Regions from separate parts of the Mus musculus genome. Here all the other regions are linked to region 4. Evidence: chromatin contacts called from public promoter capture Hi-C data. All regions are on one chromosome and are shown on one strand. Each heading gives the region's core, a stretch centred on a gene start, on an enhancer-like site or on the middle of the called end of the contact. The rest is flanking DNA. Distances are from core to core; before and after follow the strand shown.

The links. Promoter capture Hi-C pulls out the DNA fragments that hold promoters and counts their contacts.
Region 1: a promoter capture Hi-C map of hippocampal neurons shows a contact between it and region 4, with 4 times the contacts expected there. The contact joins the enhancer-like site here to the promoter of Bdh2 in region 4. A contact is called at or near these places in 5 of 39 promoter capture datasets (the 3T3-L1 cell line, the C10 cell line, frontonasal cranial neural crest and 1 more) and 1 of 9 other capture datasets (liver).
Region 2: a contact with region 4 is called in a promoter capture Hi-C map of hippocampal neurons, with 5 times the contacts expected there. The contact joins the enhancer-like site here to the promoter of Bdh2 in region 4. A contact is called at or near these places in 3 of 39 promoter capture datasets (the C10 cell line, hippocampal neurons and pre-B cells) and 1 of 9 other capture datasets (liver).
Region 3: a promoter capture Hi-C map of pre-B cells shows a contact between it and region 4, with 3 times the contacts expected there. The contact joins the enhancer-like site here to the promoter of Bdh2 in region 4. A contact is called at or near these places in 7 of 39 promoter capture datasets (the 3T3-L1 cell line, 3T3-L1-derived adipocytes, HPC-7-derived erythroid cells and 4 more).
Region 5: a promoter capture Hi-C map of hippocampal neurons shows a contact between it and region 4, with 2.3 times the contacts expected there. The contact joins the enhancer-like site here to the promoter of Bdh2 in region 4. A contact is called at or near these places in 5 of 39 promoter capture datasets (the 3T3-L1 cell line, frontonasal cranial neural crest, hippocampal neurons and 2 more).
Region 6: a promoter capture Hi-C map of pre-B cells shows a contact between it and region 4. The contact joins the promoter of Ppa2 here to the promoter of Bdh2 in region 4. A contact is called at or near these places in 5 of 39 promoter capture datasets (frontonasal cranial neural crest, hippocampal neurons, liver and 1 more) and 1 of 115 datasets of contacts at active chromatin or transcription factors (astrocytes).
Region 7: a contact with region 4 is called in a promoter capture Hi-C map of hippocampal neurons, with 6 times the contacts expected there. The contact joins the enhancer-like site here to the promoter of Bdh2 in region 4. A contact is called at or near these places in 8 of 39 promoter capture datasets (the 3T3-L1 cell line, 3T3-L1-derived adipocytes, the C10 cell line and 5 more) and 2 of 484 Hi-C or Micro-C datasets (B cells and cortical neurons).

What each region holds. Positions count from the first base shown.
Region 1 is chr3:137,274,383-137,277,082 of GRCm38.p6, forward strand. No RefSeq gene overlaps it. Among named protein-coding and RNA genes, the nearest start is that of Gm567, 14 kb to the right of the region's middle. Within about 2 kb of position 1,384, at least 10 of the 459 cell types and tissues checked have an H3K27ac peak or open chromatin away from gene starts, as enhancers often do. A contact at or near this core is called in hippocampal neurons, where this site is marked.
Region 2 is chr3:137,109,425-137,112,124 of GRCm38.p6, forward strand. No RefSeq gene overlaps it. Among named protein-coding and RNA genes, the nearest start is that of Gm26107, 43 kb to the left of the region's middle. Within about 2 kb of position 1,272, at least 10 of the 459 cell types and tissues checked have an H3K27ac peak or open chromatin away from gene starts, as enhancers often do. A contact at or near this core is called in hippocampal neurons, where this site is marked.
Region 3 is chr3:136,707,184-136,709,890 of GRCm38.p6, forward strand. The region is part of intron 1 of Ppp3ca (protein phosphatase 3, catalytic subunit, alpha isoform); the gene reads left to right. Among named protein-coding and RNA genes, the nearest start is that of Ppp3ca, 38 kb to the left of the region's middle. Within about 2 kb of position 1,283, at least 58 of the 459 cell types and tissues checked have an H3K27ac peak or open chromatin away from gene starts, as enhancers often do. A contact at or near this core is called in pre-B cells, where this site is marked.
Region 4 is chr3:135,279,774-135,282,473 of GRCm38.p6, forward strand. It overlaps Bdh2 (3-hydroxybutyrate dehydrogenase, type 2), which reads left to right and starts at 1,448. Exons shown (of 10, transcript NM_001172055.1): 1 at 1,448-1,595. It overlaps Gm46826 (a long non-coding RNA gene), which reads right to left. Exons shown (of 3, transcript XR_001783991.2): 3 at 2,659-2,700.
Region 5 is chr3:136,404,554-136,407,253 of GRCm38.p6, forward strand. No RefSeq gene overlaps it. Among named protein-coding and RNA genes, the nearest start is that of 1700030L20Rik, 43 kb to the right of the region's middle. Within about 2 kb of position 1,293, at least 9 of the 459 cell types and tissues checked have an H3K27ac peak or open chromatin away from gene starts, as enhancers often do. A contact at or near this core is called in hippocampal neurons, where this site is marked.
Region 6 is chr3:133,308,744-133,311,443 of GRCm38.p6, forward strand. It overlaps Ppa2 (pyrophosphatase (inorganic) 2), which reads left to right and starts at 1,367. Exons shown (of 12, transcript NM_146141.2): 1 at 1,367-1,538. The coding sequence starts at 1,397.
Region 7 is chr3:136,909,482-136,912,181 of GRCm38.p6, forward strand. The region is part of intron 10 of Ppp3ca (protein phosphatase 3, catalytic subunit, alpha isoform); the gene reads left to right. Among named protein-coding and RNA genes, the nearest start is that of 1700006H20Rik, 44 kb to the right of the region's middle. Within about 2 kb of position 1,315, at least 6 of the 459 cell types and tissues checked have an H3K27ac peak or open chromatin away from gene starts, as enhancers often do.

The sequences.
Region 1 (2,700 bases), core at 134-2,633, 2.0 Mb after region 4:
TGTGTTGGGCTGAATTTACATTTTTGCTAAAACTCACGTGGTCCTCAGACCACAGGCTAGATACATCTTTGCGCATCCAAATTCTGTGAAACTATGTTATCACTATTCATCCTTTATATTATTTACTTTAGTATGATATTTTATTAATATTTGGTAAATTCATACATGTGTACTATGTATTTTGATCATATTCACCTACTCTCTCCCACTTTTAACTTCTCCAAGATCTAGTTCACCTCCCACTCCCTAACTCTCTTAATGTCATCCCCTCTTTTTAAAAATTACATTACTGAATTCAATTTATGAGTACATATACTTATGGGTGCTGGTATTTACTGGAACATGGTAGATACATCAGTAACTACACCCCTAAAGAAAACCAACTCTTCTTCCCCCTGAAGCCATCAAAGGCCAAGACTTCTGCTAGGGTTGAAGCTCATGAGTCCATCTCTGCTCCATGCTGGAATGTTAACTAGCTTGATATTGTGCATGGCTTGTCAAGGTAAGCATAGCTGTTATGAGTTTGTGGTTTCATTGATCCTGTTACATCCAGAAGATGCTGTTTAGCCCCATTGCTCCTCAAATTCTAGCTCTTATAATTGTTCTTTCCTGTCTTCCATAATGCCCCGCTGAAACATTAGAAGGAGGTTATGTGATGTAGATGTCTCAGTACAAGTGAACATCCTATAGACAGTTAATCTAAGTACTTTGACAAGTTGAGAGTTTCTGTGTAAACTGCTGTCCACCAAACAGAAGCTTCTCCTATGAAAGCTGAGAACTACAGTTTTCCAGAGACCAAAGTATTATCCCTAAATGATGTGCTATAATCTCTACCAACATGTCTTTTTTGTTTTTAATTTTTTATTTTGGAAAATTGCTAACAAAATACCATGCCACTACAACAATAACAACAATAAAAAAAGCAATTAAAGAAGTTTAAATTCATACATCAAAGCAAAACAAGGCCATAAGACTATCATATCCATGAAGATGTCTACGGTAATTTAAAAAATGAAGTGGAAAATCCATTGAGCAGCCTAATAACGAAAAGAAAACAATTCTTCCACATAAAATTGGGTCAGCTTTAGTTTAAGGGAAGGTTCTTGTCAGTTCCAGGCAGATTCCACAGCCCTGACTCTCTCCTGCTTGGACTGTGACCTGCGTGCTTGCCTGTGTAGACACTGGGTGAATTCCACCGAATCCCATGCCTGTAACAGGAAAGCCTGGGTATAAACAGGAAGCCACTAGCACACATTGGAGGCAGAAGTCGTTAAAGTAGTCCCAGATTGATGGTACTGGAAGAAAACAGTGTGTCCTGATGCTGGGACATCTAGCCCGCATGCAAAGCGAGTATATGGATCACAGCAATGCCCAAATGCAATCTGCTCAGCCTTGATTTCCTGGTGCCTAAGAAGCTGCTTTCTCTGCTTATCGGGAAGCCGGTCACGAAAACATAATGAAAGCAAAATCTGTGATATAGAAAAATGAAACCTGACATTTAACCAGTGTGTCCTGGTATGGCATACTGATTAGGTTTTGATCTACTAACATTTCAGAAGGCATAAATAAGAACAAGGAAAGGTTTCCGAGATGACATGACTGAAAGAGAATATGCAGACTGTATCTCACTGGAATTTCTAACCAACCCCCTGCTTATCTTATGTAAGTTAGATGCAAATTCTGAGGAACTTTGGAGGAAAAAAAAAGGAGCAATTTGTTCAGATTAAATAGGAATAACTGGGCTCATAGACAGTTCTTAAAAGAGACAACAGAAAGGTAAGATCTGCGCTACAAGCAGAATAACTTGACAGTTGTGTCTAGAGATGAAATTGAATTAGCAATCGCTGTGGCTCTGGCCTTTGTGAGGCAGAATAAAGATTGAATTTCACTAACATCAACAAAAAGTAGGAGAGGTGCTCTGAATGTGACACTACTGTGCCTGAATGTTGACCAGGTGGAGACAAGAAAGAAGCGGTTTTACAAATCAACCTACCTTACAGACACAGAACTAGAGCCACTTTTAGCTTTTGATAATATTGAATGTGAGATGCTGTATTGTACAGGTACAGGCATAGAGAGCAGTGTCTGGTACAGCACATGCATGCTGACACGTATGTACGTATACACATATGTTGACGTGTGCATGTAGAACAGGTGTAGACAGGAACACGTTTGTCACTCTTCAAGGAAGACAAGACAAGCTTGCTGTCTTAGTTAGGGTTTTATTGTTGAGAAGAGACACCATGACCACACTCTTAAAAAGGAAAACATTTAACTGGGGCTGGCTTACATGTCAGAGATTTAGTCTGTTATTTTCATGGCAGGAAATATGATGGCGTGCTGGCAGACATGGTACTGAAGGAGCTGAGAATTCTACATCAGGAGCCACAGGCGGCAGGAAGAGAACTGTTTTAAGCTTTCTGAAACCAACAAAGCCACATTTACTCCAACTAGAGCCCACCTCTTAATAATGCCGCTCTGTAGGGACCATTTTTCTTTCAAACCTCCACTCTTGTAGAACACAGTTGTCACAGTTTGACACCTCCTGCTGCCTTGCCCAAGAGGTCTACCTTATCTTCACAGAAATCTTCTGTCTGAAGTCATGGTATCAAGCAGCTTGCCTGTGTTGGAGCAAGGTAACAGTGTATGTTTCTGCTGCTGGTGACCTTTTACGATGTAACACTCCACCGAACAAAGGCC
Region 2 (2,700 bases), core at 22-2,521, 1.8 Mb after region 4:
ATGTATGCATCTAGTATATATGCATGTATGCAAAGCACTATTGTAAAAAAATATGCTTTACTTCAGGCTCTAGACACATGAAATGTATCATACTGCATTTTCACTGAGAGAATTCTCTTCTGCCTTGACTGTTTCATATTCTGAGGAAACCAGAGTATATAACAATAGCATTTGAGGTACTTTGTTTTAAGTATTTATTTGGATGTGCGTGTTTGTGATGGGTACCACAGAAGACAACATTTGATCTTCTGGATTCTGAGTTATAGGAGGCTGAGAACAAACTCAAGTCCTCTGAAAGAGAAGCAATCACAATCAGCCATCGAGGCATCTCTTCAGTACCAAATCATCACATTTTAGATTCCCATCTATCTGCTCCCTTTGGATACACTCTTTTGAACATTGAGCAGAGAATTTAGAAGCCTCACCCGCACGTTCACATGCTCCATGGACATTTGAACATAAACTCTTCCGTGGATTGTGTCCTTGTAAGCGGAGCCTGTTTCCTGGACTCCACGGCATATGGTCACCCTGTGGGAGATGCTCCCGTGGGTGGGGAAAGTGGGGCTCTCTGACAGTCACACACAGTTTCCGCCAACCTGAGCTCGGGCCTCAGCAGGAGCTTCATGAACAGTAGCCCCCTTCCAGGTACGTTGCCAGAATTTCAGAGCTCTGCCCACACTGAATTATTAACAGTTCAAGAGGAAATGTTCACAGAGATGTTCTCTGTGGGAGAGTCCCAGTAACACTCTTTGTCCCCTCTCTGCCCGCTCCCAGGGTTCCACGAGAACACATCCACACTACTATGAGGTCAATGGACCTGTTAAACAGGACGGGTTTGTCAACTTTTAAAATAACAGGAGATTCTTAGATTCCTGGATGTTGATCACGTGAACCGCAGTTAACTTCTTCGAAGGAAAACTTTGCTTCATCCACAGAGAGTACTACAATCTTTAAAAGTTTATTTAAAATTCTTAAAAATATGAATACTACAAGAGTGTACTGTCCTTCCTTTTAGGAAATGTAGGCTCCAATTTCATACCTTCTATCCACTGGTCAAATACTGCAGCTTCTGACGCTGGTCCTTGTTTTGGTGGCTTTCTGATCTACTCACAGAAGCTGAGTGTGGGGAGAGTAGCATCAAGCACTGCCAGGCTGCTCCCTGTGAGCAGATGCCCCAGGCTAACAAGCAGCTACGTCCAGTAGGTGCCATCTGCTACACCTGGCAATGGCAGAAACTGTGGGTTGAAGTCTTTCTGCAACATCTTGGCTCACTGAACTTGCCTGGCAGGGTGCTGGAGCAGGTGGCTTGGCCACAGCTTGCTTTCCAGTATGTTGTGTTCTGGATTAGTCCTGGGGGAGAAAACTGATTCATAACTCCTCCTCTCTGCCTACTCGTTCTGGTTATCGTTGACACTTTAACATGTTTGGAATGTCATCCAAAGTGCAAGAGGTCACAGCCAACGAAGGCCAACAACCAATAAACCAAAATGTTTCCTGGAATTCTATCGCCCATCAGAATCAGGGACTTCTCCTTTTGTGGATCCTTTTCTTGGAACCCTTTTCTTGATCTCTGAATTTCTTTTCATTCCATTCAGTTTCTATCAGCAGCATCTTCCCCTCCAGGCCTGTTGCCCTACTGAGAGACCCATCAGAGAAATGGTTTCTCTGTTCATTGACCTTCTCATGTCCACTAATCTGGAGTTTGCATGTGGACAATGCTCCTAGTATGGAACAATATTTTAAAAATAGCCACATGCTAAACTATGGATTTCTGCTGTTCTTAGTTGTCCAGGAAACACCATGTATGGAAGCTCTTCTAAGAATCCTGGACTTTGGAGAGTCTATGAAAGTTGGACCTTTCTTTCTTTCTTTCTTTCTTTCTTTCTTTCTTTCTTTCTTTCTTTCTTTCTTTCTTTCTTCCTTCCTTCCTTCCTTCCTTCCTTCCTTCCTTCCTTCCTTCCCTCCTTCCCTCCCTCCCTCCCTCTCTCTCTCTCTTTCTTTCTTTCTTTCTTTCTTTCTTTCTTTCTTTCTTTCTTTCTTTCTTTCTTTCTTTTGTTTTTTCAAGACAGGGTTTCTCTGTGTAGCCCTGGCTGTCCTGGAGCTCTCTCTGTAGACCAGGCTGGCCTCAAACTCAGAAATCTGCCTGCCTTTGCCTCCCAAGTGCTGGGATTAAAGGCGTGCACCACCACTGCCCGGCTGGACATTTCTAAAAGGACCTCTAAATATTCTATAGTCCATTGTATCTTTTGACTCTGTGTTGAATATGCTAGAATACATTTTCTTTGGTATGCTTACTTTCATTATCTTGCTTTCTTCCTACATTTTCTATGTCATCTTTTTTCTACTTTCTCTATTTTTTCCCCAAATATTTAACCAATATTTTACCCAAATCTCATGCTTCTTCTCCTCTAAGTAAACATGAGAAGGTTTCACTTGGTTCAGAGCACGTTTACCATGCATCGAGTGGAGAAGCCTAAGATGGGGCTGTCAAAACCAACAGCAGGGTTGTTGCAGGCTTCAGTGAAAGTGGATCAGAGCTCTGGTTTTCTTAATGCTGATGACCATAAGGTTGCCCTTCCTAGGCTAGGTGTGACTGGACAAATGACCATCTCCATTGTGAACAGATGAGGGGCATACCACATGTAGCAAGGAGGCAGAAGTATGTCACTGGTTCCTTCAGAACTGTATGCTCCTGAGACA
Region 3 (2,707 bases), core at 33-2,532, 1.4 Mb after region 4:
CCAATGTGTTCAATCCTAAACAGCCTCTGACTAGGAAGTTATGATATTTCACGTCTTTTATCTTCTTCAAACAGTATCATTACCTTTTCTTTCTATATGAAAAAGGGGAATTTATAATTTTCTCTGCATGTTTATACTATAAAAGAAACAGAGACTTTCATCAGTTAGCCTAACCCTAGATGACATCATTAAAAGAACATTTTACAGTGCATGCCTTGGTTGCTTGTTGGTTTTCTAGAACACTTCAGTTATGACTGAGTGCCCAGTTTTTTTCTTTTCATACCTTTCCCCAAGGTGAGAAACAAAGTTGCTCTATTTTTCCAAAATATCACTACCTTCTGTCTAGTGCTTCTAGAGTTCTGTTGGAAAGGCACCTTACTTCCTGCTCTGTTCTTAAAACCACCACTGGACGTGTTAGAGATGCAGGTAAGTGAAGGATGCCTTGAATAGCCTCAGATACTTTAGGGTTCTGTCCTGATCCTGTGAGCAGCCCCCCTGTTGGAAACCCACAGAGTCCCTTCCTGGAAGCCTGGAGATGGTTTTAAGCCAGTCGAAGCCTATGGGATCATTTGCTCTGATATCTGATAAGCAAATAAAATAAACAGACTGTTGCCCAGGAGGGAACTGGTTTCTGTTGTCTCTGTTCAGGTCTCTGAATGGGCCCCATTGTTTATTTATTGTGCTTTTCACAAGTGCTAATAAGCTCACCCTTGTTTTACTAATAGCTTTCTTCTTAAGTGGCTTGACATTTCAGTTAACTGTCAATAGCCTCAATGTTTTTCTTTAAATTGGGTCAGACTAACTGGTTTGTTTAAAAGTTAGGCAGCCTTATATAAATTGTGGCATATAAAACTAAGGAACATTTATTAGGCATTTTAAAATTTGTTTCCCTAGTTACAAAATGTAAGGTCGCGATAGAAACTGTGCTTTTATATTCTTTCTTGTGCTAGTAAAATTAAGTAATTGAATGCAGATTGTAGAACCTGTTGAATAACTAAGTTAGTTGAAAGTTTTTAGTTAAAGCCTGCTAGATATGTGGACACATTTCACTTTTAAATGTTTCAAGTCATAGCATGAAGAATTTAGATGAGCAAACCTGTACTTAAGGCAATGTTTTCCTTTCAGATTTTTATTGCATTAATTTTAAAAGCCATAAATAAGAAAAAAAAAGTCTTCATTAGTGGAAATGAAACTGAAACTAAAGTGGAGTGTTGACCTTGTACTAGGAGTTAACATCTGCAAACCAAGGCCCTGGTCTGCACAGAAAGAGGCAGAGTTGGGGAAGCAAGGCCCAGTACACTGGGAAGTCTCCTCAAGTGACCAAACACTGCAATAACAGGAGAGCCATCAAATCATTCAGTGGGCAGTCTTAAATGTAATTAGCCGTGTAAGTAAAATCAAAGACAGTCTAAGGAGTAAAATCTAGGAAAGGATTATTACAATATCCCAGTGAAGGTGTCTGCAAACCCTTCAAGTGAGCTGCACACGTTTAGTCACAAGAAGATACTTCTACTTACAGAAGACAGCATAGTGCTAGGCAAACCAGCAAACAGGGCTGGTGAAGTGGCTCATTAGATAAAGGCAGTTGGGACAAAGCTTGGCAGCCCTTTGATCCACATGGTTGAAGGGGAAGACCACCTCCAGAAATTTGGCCTCTCTTTTTAACATGAGTGCATACTATGGGGTACGCACACACACACACACACACACACACCATAAATAAGTTTCTAAAAAATATTTTTGAAATGTGAATGGATGGAGCTTGAAATAATCACTGTAATTAACGTAACTGACCAAGATCCAGAAAATCAAGCAATGGGTGTTTTCTTGGGCATGTGGATGATAGCTTTGACAGCTGTAGCTCTTGCTATACAGCTGATTTATGCTAATTAGAAAGCTGACCCTCATTTCTTCTGATTTATCTGATACTAAAATCCTTATGATGACTTACCACTGCAGCTTGATTTTCTTAGAGTGTTGATGCCAGTCAGTACCCTCAAGATGAGGATACGTCGACATTTAAAGAGGATCAAACTGAGTGACTGACCTGTCACTCAGTGACAGTGGCTGCACAGTTAGTTAATGACAGAGCTGCTACCTTATCTCGGCAAGGTCTCAGGAAATGTTTCTGGCACAAACAACTGAGTAAATTAATGTCCTTGGTTTAGACTCAAGCATTTATAGACTTGACTTAACATTTCCTTACTCTGAGGCAGGCAACAGCGTTTGATTCCTAGGTCTGGGGAGCATTTACCATTTACCAGTGAAATTTCTCTTTCGAAGAAAAGCCTTACAGTTGTGCATCTTTGGAGCTGAAAGAGAAGATATTGCCCAAACTAAATTAAATGGACCTTGAGCTCAGCAAATGTTTATTAATTTACATTGTTTTATTTTAATTTGATGATTGATAATTGCCTTTGGTTTCACATATGACTTTAAAATATTAACACTGCTTTTAAAAATCCAACTCGGCGTAAAGAGAGAGCACTATGTAAGGTGTGTACAATAATGCTCTTTAAAGAGTGGGGGCGTTCTAGAAGGACATCCACGGTGTTGCCTTGCCTTTAGCTGTGTTACTTGGGTCTCAAATGGTCTTCACTTGGTCTCGTGGCTCACAACTTTATTGTGATATGTGATATGGATGGCCTGATAGGAAGCAGCGAATGTTGTGTTGTTATTGGATGTTGATGTTATTACATCAGTCAGG
Region 4 (2,700 bases), core at 198-2,697:
CTTATTTGGGGGAGAGAGGCAGAGACAGAGACAGAAGTTAATCCTGGAGCACTCTCATAGTCATTAAAAGCAAACGCCTTTCAAAGCCCTGGCAAGTTGAGGGAAAGACAAGTCTATTAGAGCAAGGAGCACACACAGAAGTGTCTGCTGTAATAAGCTGCCGTTTATCCTGCAGGTGTGTGGCAGACGCTGGGCTTCACCTGCACACCATGTCCCCTCCTCACCACCCTGGCAGAGCCGCTGTTTCCTTCTCCTCCATATAAGAACGCAGAGCCGCTGTTTCCTTCTCCTCCATATAAGAACGCTGTAGGTTGGCCAGTTTACAGGTCCTGCTTACTCAGCTATTTCAGGGAGACATAGGATTTATGTCTTTTTATTTTTAAACTGGGCTCTTTTTTCCCCTTTGAGGGGGTCAGCTGTTCTGAATAAGGGTCTTCTGTAGTCCAGGCTGGCTGTGAAGTTCTAAGCAAACTTTGTGATGCTCTTACATCTATTTGTGCTCGGTGCTAGCACTCTGGGCTTTATACCGTGCTAGAGACTGAAGCCAGGGCCTGAGGCAGGAGCTTGAGGGAGGAACAGAAAGCACCCACACACTGAGCAGCACAGGAAGCCACCCTGTGCCTGCCTTAAAGGACCAGCTCTCTGTCTTGCTCTGCTCCGTCCAACCCACGTGCATCCAACTGACTGACTGTGAAACCCACACTTTAGGAGCCACTCAGAAAGAGGAGCAGAACCCAGAACCTTCTGGGAGGCATCACTTTTCTCTTCAAGAAGGAAGCCCTCAGAAAGTACAGCCTGCGTCCCCAGCAGACCTGCATGGCTGGCCAGCCCAGGTGACAAAGGAGGCTCGCAATCTGATAGCTTTGTTTTGTAGCCTTTGCAGTGCCAGAGCCCATGGCAAAGTGTGCCAAATGTGTCGAGCCCCTGGATTTATGCAGGACATTCACACATGACCTCCATGATCACTGTGACACTAGCCAGGTTAACTCACAAGTCTCCGACCCAGCCAAGACCTAGCCCTTTCCTCGTGGCTCCTGTAGTCTTCAACCAACTTGATTGCATGATATTTTGCTCTGTTCATTTCAAGATTCCCATCCTAGCTGGGTGTGCTCCTCGGCTCAGGCCCAGTGCACTCAGGATGCCAGCATTCTGCAGCTGAGGGATTAACGTCAGAAACAAGACTTTAGCCCCAAGGAAGTTTTCTTTTCCCCGCTCAAAGCAATCTGGGTTAAGAGCTAGGAAGACCAGAGTATTTAGTGCCTCGGGTCCCTTGTGTGTTTTCCAGCAGCCTTCCACCTTCCTGGCCATTGGATCTGGCCTGCTAAGTAACTTGCACAAACAAAAGACAGGCCTTTGTTTGGCGTTCACAGTTCCACGTTCTGATCACTAGATGGCAGCATGGACACATCTAAAGTGCACGGCTGTGGCAAACACTTCTTAAAAGCTTACTTAACAGGCATTAGCAAAAGGACTCGGAGGGGACCTGAACTCCACCTCCCAGCGTGCATTAATCAGCATGTGACTTCTCCTGCGCAGAGATCTGAAGTTTGTCTCCTGAAGGAATCTGGAGGACTGTGTGGACTCACTCTTCTAAAGTAAGATATTTTTTTCTAATCACTTTCGACAAAACTTTTGGGGACTGAGAGTTGTAGCTTGTGTTGCCATCTTCTCCATATCGCCGAGTTGAAGATGCATCTTCAGTTAGTGTGGGAGTTGGGAATCCTCTTGTATTTATTAGAGTTTGAAAATAGCCAAAGAAAGACAACTGTTCCAGTATCTGTCCTAAGTAAACTGGCTCGTGAAAATATTTGGAATTCCAGAAAATACTCTGAGCCTTTTTCTAGTAAAAAGAAATTTAGGGTTTTAGTACAATCTTTAGAAGTAGGAAAGTCATTATGTTAAGAGTGGGTTAAGTTTACAATTTCTGGACGTATTCCCACTCTAAACCCCACCCTGTTACCCCCCCTCCCCAAAAAAAAAACAAAAACAAAAAAACAAAAAAACCCATGTTGCCTTGAGACTGCTTGGAGGTCAGCTGGAGAAAGGTTTAGAAGTAAACAGAAACTAAATTTTGTGCCTGGTTGCTTCTGGGTGGTCTCGGGGGTCATGGAGGTGCTTAAGAGAGCACTGAGCAGGTGCCTTCACTGATTCTCAACCTGTGGGTCGCGACCCCCACGCCTAGGTTCTATCTAATTAGATATTCTGAATGTCAGGTGTTTACATTATGGTTCATAACAGCACCAAAATTACAGTTGTGAAGTAGCAACAAAAATATGGGTCACCACAACATGAAGAACTGCGTTAAAGTGTCGCTGCATTAGGACGGTTGAGAACCAGGGCTTTGGTGGGCGAATACCCAGGGTCCCTTAGTGAAGGCCCTGGACTGTGAGTTTCTTATGCTGTACTCAGGGTCGGGGGAGGCAGGGACGGCTCATCCCTTCCTAAAAGCACAAGTTAGCTTTCTCTCAACTCCTACCACACTCTAAGTGAAATTTCTCTCTGCGTGCTACTGGTAAAAAGCAAAGCAAAGCGTACTGCATCAGAATTGGGGAGACGCCATGAAGCCAGATCCTGTTACCCAGCATGTGCGCATGATTGGATCACAGAGTGGGGGTCATCAGTTGGCTTCAGAAGCCCCTCTTACCGTGTGACTGTGTCGGGCTGGATCTCAGAGGAAGGCTCTAATAGGAACCTAACAGG
Region 5 (2,700 bases), core at 43-2,542, 1.1 Mb after region 4:
GTGTGTGTGTGTGTGTGTAGTATACACCAAGAAGTTCTTCTCTGTGTTTATGCCAACTTTGTGCCTACATAAGCATACCTCTTACGTTACAGAAATTAACACAGAGCGTGCGTGCAGTTTTCCTGAACTCTTGGCTCTGCTTTTTCTTCTGTGTCACCACATTTCTGGCTCCACTCTGGTGTGCACCAACTCACCCTTACTCATTCTCAGAGAGTCACATTGAAACTGTAGACAGACTCTGCTCCAGTTTAGCTCCCTAGCTGATGACATCGCTGTCATCTCTTCTCTGTACACAGTCTGAGTTCCTTTAAACCTCAGTGGAGCTTGGGACCCAGGGCCAACACTCAGCCAGGGGGACGCTTTCTTATGTTTTGCAGGAGCAGGAATCTTGTCAGACTTTAAGCATTTGGTGTTAAGCTTCATTGTTGCATCTATTTCATTTTTGTTGATGAAGCAGGTATCTTTACAAAGTACAACTAGGCAGTACTACTACACAATTAAAATATTTATTAAAAGATATCAGTCCTTTCTATTAGTTTTAAGGCAAAATAGGAGGAACATGGTTACCGGTTACCGTTACCATCATTGCAAATACTATTCTCTGCCAACTCAGGCAATTTTGTTTTGTTTATAACCTGTGAGTTATAGAACATATTCATGGCATAATTTGTTGCATGACCCAATAATTTTTTTTTATTTTGCTCAACCCAATAGAAAATGTATTTCCACGTTTAAGTTCCCCGGGAACAGAGACACTGAGCTCCAGCTGCCTGACTGTATCTTCTTCATCCCAGGTAACTTCCATGTCTAATATATAATTAAAGCGCTAATGGGAAAAAGAACAGCCAAGACGTCGTTTTCTGTGGTAGATGGGTTCCTAGTAACTTCTCCAAGTGCTGGTTGCTATCATTGGTGTTTCCTTCTCATTCTCAGGGTGGAAACCCTAGGAACTACCAGCATATCAAATCTGACCATGCTTCAATAGACCTCACTGACCAGGAAAAGCTACGGCTTTGCTGGATATTAAATCTGTCACATCACAGCTGACAGTCACAAACGTGCTGGAAGATACTGCCTAGTTGAACTGCACTCACTGAACTCTGGCACACCTCTCCCGAGCCATCTTTGAAAGCAGAAGATAAGTGCCCGTGGCACTAATGGGCCTGTAATAGCAGCCATTTCAAGGAAAGGGCAGGACACATTACGTTACTTGGAGTGTTCTCAGCTAAGGCATCCCTAGAGACTCAGGGAAAGGATAACGATCCATTGCTATCACATCCTTGACTTTTACAAGTGTCTGTGCTGCTCATTTGCCCACGGACCATGTGTTGTGCAGTTAGAACACTGTGGTAATTGATAGTCCTATTTTTATCGCATTAAATTCACATTTTCAGGACATGATAAATTTATGCCAGCATATTGACAGAACACAACCTTACATCGAGAGGCAAACATTCTGATTAACTCCTCATTCAAGTGTCTTAAAACTCTTCCAAATTGTTTCACCTAGGAACACATTGATAGGTAATCACACTTAAAATTTTATCTCCGTAAGTTAAGGCATTTTTTAAAAAGGAAATTGGGATTTTATTACAGATGTTACATCAGGGGAGAAAGGTAGAGGGACTTCTGAGTGTTATGTGCTCACTGTAGAATGTATGCAAATAGTTCCTTGAATGAAAAAAAAAATAGACACCGAAAAAAAGGTCTGATGAACTTAGAGTTTTCACTGTGAAGACAAACTAGAAATCCAGTCATTGTCCCCAATGATGATAGAGATCACCACCTTCACCCCAGGTGTAGACTGGCTAACTGACTTGGTAGCAATATTCTGTGGAATCCAAGGTGAAAACCACTGTTGTGTTTTCTACTCTCAGGACATAACATGATGGAATAAAGAGGACTATGCATGCACACAGTCCATTACATTACCCTTACATTCAGATATCAAGACACAAAATTGAGTGTGACATTATTAGCACTTTGTACCACGGAACAAGAATTTTTTTTTAAAATTCAGGATGAGTTTTGAGACTTTTACAACACCACAAAGCCAGACGGTTTCTGGGTAATCAACATAGAAACAACTGCACAGACCCAAAATGAGGGCTAGGAGGGTATCTTCGTTATAACTCCTTAAAAGTAGCTTAAGGAAGGAATGATTTCCTTTTGGATTATAGTTCCAGAAGAATGGCAAGGATACAGGCAAGGGAAACATAGTAGCACAAAAAAAATGAGGCTATTGGTGGTATTGCATAGTTACCCAGGAAGCCAGGAATGAACGGAAAGTAGGGCCAAGTTCTTAAGCTTTAAGGCCTGACTCCAGTAATCCATTCCCTCAAGTGAGGATCCATTTCTTAAAGGTTCTACAGCCTTCTTAAACAGCACCACTATCTTGGGACCAGCTGTTCACATATGTGAGCCCTTTGAAGACTTCCCATTCGAACCGCACCAGAGGAGTGATGGCCTCCCTGTTTTTACAGTAGGATGAAGAAACCTGAGAGACTGCTATAAAAGAGACAAGGTTAAATGGTCCAGTTTATTCTAAGCTGCAATAAATGCACAGTTCTTTCTTTGTAAAGTGATAGAGCTTCTTGAGATGACCCTGATTAAATGTGAAAACCATTACAAATGTTCAAAGCCATCCTTAAGTGTGAGTTAGCTGAGCAAAAAGCTAATAACCACCCCTGCCAATGGATC
Region 6 (2,700 bases), core at 117-2,616, 2.0 Mb before region 4:
GTTCCAAATGTCTACATTTGAAATGGACAACTATTGTTGAATAAATATCTTCAGAAATTTGTATTTTAAAATTAACCAGTAAGCCAACTTTGTTCTCATAACATGTATTGTATATTCGGTTTTGATCCACAGGTATTTCAGTAAATTATAGAAAATGAAAGATGAGATTTTATATGTTCAAAATCAAGCCATTTCTTTTTAATGCCATAAAGTAATATGTTCCTAAATCACATACCCGGAATTTGATGCTAATTTTAAGAATCTAGACTATTAGACAGCCCAGAACCTTGTTTCAGTAGGAATTTCTTTCTCAAATATCCAATATTTGAAGTTTAGGTGAAATTTTAAGCTTTCTTTTTTTAACATAGGCAGAATCATATAAATCAATGAAATAAACGCAGGAAGGAAATGTTTCCATTTTTTATAGGACAACTTAGCTTGCAACTCCGCCTAATCATGTTGACGTGTTACAAAGCCACTAATGTCAAAATTTTTTAGAGACTAGGCTAAGCAATGTCTAAGTGGCTAGTGGCACCTCTAAGAGATCCTTTCTGAAACCTGGGTAAAACCAGTTTGGGTTTTAACTGTCACAATTTAGATGCAGAAAGAACCCAGTAGGTGAGGATGTGAGCCTTGCTCACAGTTGGAGCAGAAACTGGTAGAGGTCCGGAAGACCATTCCAGTGAGGTCTTCCCAATCAACTGGTCTACAGAAAAGGGCAATGGTTGGTTCCTTCCTTAGAACCACAGCTCCCGTTGTTACTGGACCAGACTGCAAAGACTGCTGTTGTAACTAGTTGTGGCCACCGGACCAGACAGAAATACTTGTGAAGTATGCAATTGCAGAGAAGTTAAAAGTTACCTGTACTTGGGTTAAATATTAAAGGGCCTTATGGAGGAAGTGGCGTTTGAGGGAATTACAGATTTAGGATAAATCTGTGTCAGATGTCTTCACAAGGACGCTCGATCATTATACATTATAGTCGTGTGTGTGTGTGTGTGTGTGTGTGTATGTGTGTGCGCGCGCGCGCGCGTGTGTGTACACTCCCTCCTTCCGGCTTGGATGTTCCTTTAGAAATTTCTGGAGGTATGCATGCAACCAAGTGCTACATTAATGTAATCAAAGTCTGACCGCAGACACTGACAGTGTGTGAGTGGGTGCGTGGTGGTGAATTCCTGGGGCTTCTAAGGTCCTTGTCTTGATGGTCTTCGGCCTCTGAGGGCTTGTGGAGCAAAGTGGAGAGGTAGGTGGCCCCAGGAATGCAGAAGAGGGTGGGACTTGATGCCACTTGAGGCCGACCGCGGGGAGGCAGTGCGGGCTCCGGGCGGCAGGGGGCGCCGTCGAGCGGCCGCGCCGGGCCCAGCACCGACCCTGCGGTTCTCGCAGACCGTCCGCCATGCGCGCGCTGCTGCCGCTGCTGAGCGTCGGCCGAGGGTGGCGCGTGGGGGCCGCCGCCCGCCCTCCGCGCCGCGTCATGTCCCTGTACCGCACGGAGGAGCTGGGCCATCCCCGCTCGCAGGACTACCGCCTGTTCTTCAGTAAGTCGTTCGCCCAGCTCCGCGCCGGCCGGCGGAGGGGCCGCGGCGCCGTGCCCTGCCCTGCCTTGCTCTGCCCGGCCGGGTCCGCAGCCCGCGCCCAAGCCCGCTGCGGAGGGGACCGGTCTCGGTGCGCAGGGTGGCGCGGGGCCAACCGCCCTCTGCAGCGACCGCAGCCGGCCCGCGGCGCTGAGCTCCTCCCGCTGACCTCCGCGCCGTGGCCCGCCGCTCGCCCGCGCCGCCTCCTGGGCGCTGCTAAGCCCATCCGCCTCCGTACGGCCGCAGAACTTTGGGGACCGGGGTCTTCACTCCGAAAGCGAGTTTGCCTGCGACCGCGACCTTGCTGTCAGCGCAGGCGTACAGGCAGGGAGGAAGTGGGAGGAGAATGTGAGCCAGGCGCTGGGATAGGCTTGTGTGCACAACGCCATCACGAAACCTTTTGTTTGGTAAGGTTAACTTAAAAACAGCAACAGTCAACTGAGTTTTTAACCTAAAAGTTTGCACCCTGAATGCCATCCACAAGCAGGAGATTGGCCGGCGTTCTGGCGAGAATGTGGTGCCTTTTCTTGCCCTGTACGTTGAGCAAAACCTAGAAAGAGGGCCGTCTGGGCTGCCCTGGGCTGACGCCAAAGACAGAAAAGCTCCTGGCCACTTTCCTTTTTCTTTTCACTCTGTAGGTCTCGTTAACAATCGCGTGAAAATAGCCACGTAGATGGGTTGCTTTCAGGCCTCCTTTACTTAATACCAGGTAGCGGAGCGGTTGCAATGTCAAGGCTTGTGCACACCTCTTAGGAGGTTCCGCCCTGAAGAGGTGAAGCTAAATCTTGTTCCGAGACCCCCATGCTGGATGAGTGTCTTAACTTGCTAAGTATTAGAATTTTTTTCCCCTATAAGATAGGGCTGCAGAAGCGGCTATGTATGTTCAAAGAAGTCACCGGACTTATAGTATAACTTGAAATCATTAATAACTGTACTTTGATTTTTACAGTTACTTTTCTGGAGCTGAAGGTTGAAGATTATTTTGTGATAAAGGAGCAAACCTAGCTTAAACTCTTTTTTTTTTTTTTTTTTTGTATTATTTTGAGACAGGGCCTCACTGGGCAGCCCTGGGCAGCTTGGAACTCACAGTAGTACACCTCCCTCTGTCTCCTGGATTGAACACATG
Region 7 (2,700 bases), core at 65-2,564, 1.6 Mb after region 4:
AAAAAAACAAAAACAGCTTACAGGACACCCTGCAGCACTGTCATCTCTTTGGGATACAATAGCATATACTTGACTTTATTTTATTTGCAGCATCCTCAACTGTAGGGAGGCTTGCACGCCTGTCCCCCACCCCACCTCCATCCCATCTTCACCAGTTTAGAACCTGTCTATCATTGAGGGGTGGCCCTGGGCTCCTGCCAGGCTTTTTGTCTGTTTGCTACAGACATCAAAGAGCTCAATTAAAGCTCTTCCTTTGACTGCTGCTTAGTTTAGGTGGAGGACGCTTCCTGATGAGTGATTTATCTAGCCCTTCTCAGGATTCTGCCCCATACCCAGTGGCAACTAAAAAGTCAGGGGTAATAATAGGAGCTTGCAGCTCATGTTCCTGTCATATCAACTTGACTTCTAAGTGTCTGCAAGGCCTTCAGCAAGGAGGGATTCCCCGCATTGCCTTCCAGGTCTGTCACGTCCCCTTTAGGATTTAGTGATGGTGATGCTGAGTGACAGCAGCCGATACTTAAAAGTGTCACCCATCATTCTCAGTTACTGCTACAGAATAAACACTTTCATTAACTTTATCATTTTGGACAGCAAGGAAACAATTAAGGATGATTTGTTTTAAGGTTATTAGACAGTTTGGTGTGCTGTTGTTATTATCTATAGTCTTGAAGATAACCTTTTGGTGGATGCACTATTATTGTCCCTGTTTTTACGTAAGAAGCAAAGTCAAGTCTGTCAATGTAAAACCTAAAACTGTGTAGCTAGGAAAACAAGAATCTGAACACAGACTAGTTGATGCATCGCCTCTTCTCCGGTACTTGAGATGTCCAAGACCTAAAATTACCATTGTTAAGTCTCTTCCTTGGAATCAGTATGATGAGAAAGAATGAGAAAGCTAGAAAGAGAGGCAGGAGAGCCAGGAAAGGAGGAAGAGGGATAGTGCAGAAAAATTATATTTATATACTTTCATTTGTTGTTGTTAAATATGATGAAGGATATTTTTTTAAAGCTGGATTTTACACAGTCCTTTGCCCATAAACATTAATGCAGCACTTGAGAAGCTGAAGCAGGATTGTGAGTTCCAGGCCAGGCTGGGTCACCTGTTGAGTCCTTATTCTTAGCCCACAAAAGAGCAATGGAAGAGAAGGTTTTCACTATCCTGCTTCAACATCAGCTTCTCTAAGAAGCTGGAAGTGTTTCCTTGTGTGAAAAGTTTAGGTGTGTATGGCCACACAGAAAGGTCTCTGGTCACATCATGAGTCTCTCCTTGGCCTCTGCCTCACCACAAGCCGCCTAAAAAAGGGCTGCTGTGCCCACTGGCCTGTGGTGTTTGTCTTGTTCTGTTTTGTCTTGTCTTGTTCTGTTTTCCGGGTTGAGAGCAAAACACAAACTGCCTGCTGTTGTCTTGAAAAGTTTAGAAGACAGTTTACTGCCGAGGAGTGTCTTCTGAGACCCTAATTTATCTGTAGCTTGGCCTCTGTTTCCTTTCCATTTCTGATTTTGGATGATAAAAGACGAGCCTGCTTTCCATTAAGGCTTGATTCCCCCCCCCCCCCCGAATATTTTAGAGAGGCTCAAGACGATGACTCTTGGTTGGTAGTTATTCCTCACTTATGGAGAAGGCGCGCTTTAAAGAAGGAGTCGTAAATGATCCTGAAGAGGGGGAAAGCTGCCAGAAATGAAGACTTTTCAGCACCGAGGAGGCTTCTGTCCTGTTCATTACCACACCAAGAAAGCTGGAATGGCAGAGACCACCAGAAAGCTAGCGACAGATTTGTGAGCGCAGCACACCCGTTCATTTGGGATTTGCTTTTAGGCCTGAAGGCATAGACTCTGAGATCACTTTTTTTCCCCCTTAAATACTAATTATGTTTGAGGCTGTGATATTTGATAAGCCTCGCTAACAAGAAAAATGCAGAGGTGAAACTGAAATCCTGTAGCATAAGAAAGCATGAGAAGAAGACGAAAAGGAATGCATTTGAAGCCAAGCATAGTTCCGGGCTGCCCTGGAAAGACAATATTTAATTAGGATTTCTGTCTCTGCTTTCAGCTAGAGAGAAAGTCTCACATAGAACCTCCACTCCCCGCCACCCCCTGCCCCGTTCTTATCCACATGTTTTCCTATCCTATGCTGACCACAAGCGAGTCGTCAGCCACGGGAGCTGACTAGATTTCCCCAAGCTTCAGGGCAGCCATTTCAACTGTGTACCAAGAAATGGGCTGGTTTTGAACTACTAGGTAATTCCGTATATCTAATATTACAGATCTCGGAGTGAGATTATCTCATCTCACTTTAAAATGTCACACAGGGAGCTTTGTAAAGGGTAAAGCTAGGGACTTTAGAGCCTGGTATGGCATCGTAGTGGAGCCTAGGGAAGCCCTGAAAGACTTGGCTGTAGGGATTTTTACCAGAATTCTACTTATGTTCCATGACAGCTACTTGACCTCCTGCACATGACACCATTTGACATGCTAGTCTCGTGTAAATGTACGTGGGGACCCTAAGTCCTCAGGCTTTACCACCCGAGTCAAGGGATTATTTTCAGCAAGTATTGAAAGTGTCTAGATGTATTTTTTTTTTACTTTAAGAATCCTAAGTGGTGAATTATTTCAGCCTGAAATTTTTACTCTTGATGTCTCCTCTGCTTCATGCTTCATTCTGCCCACTCAGCCCTGTTCTCTTGTCTCTGATTATTTTAT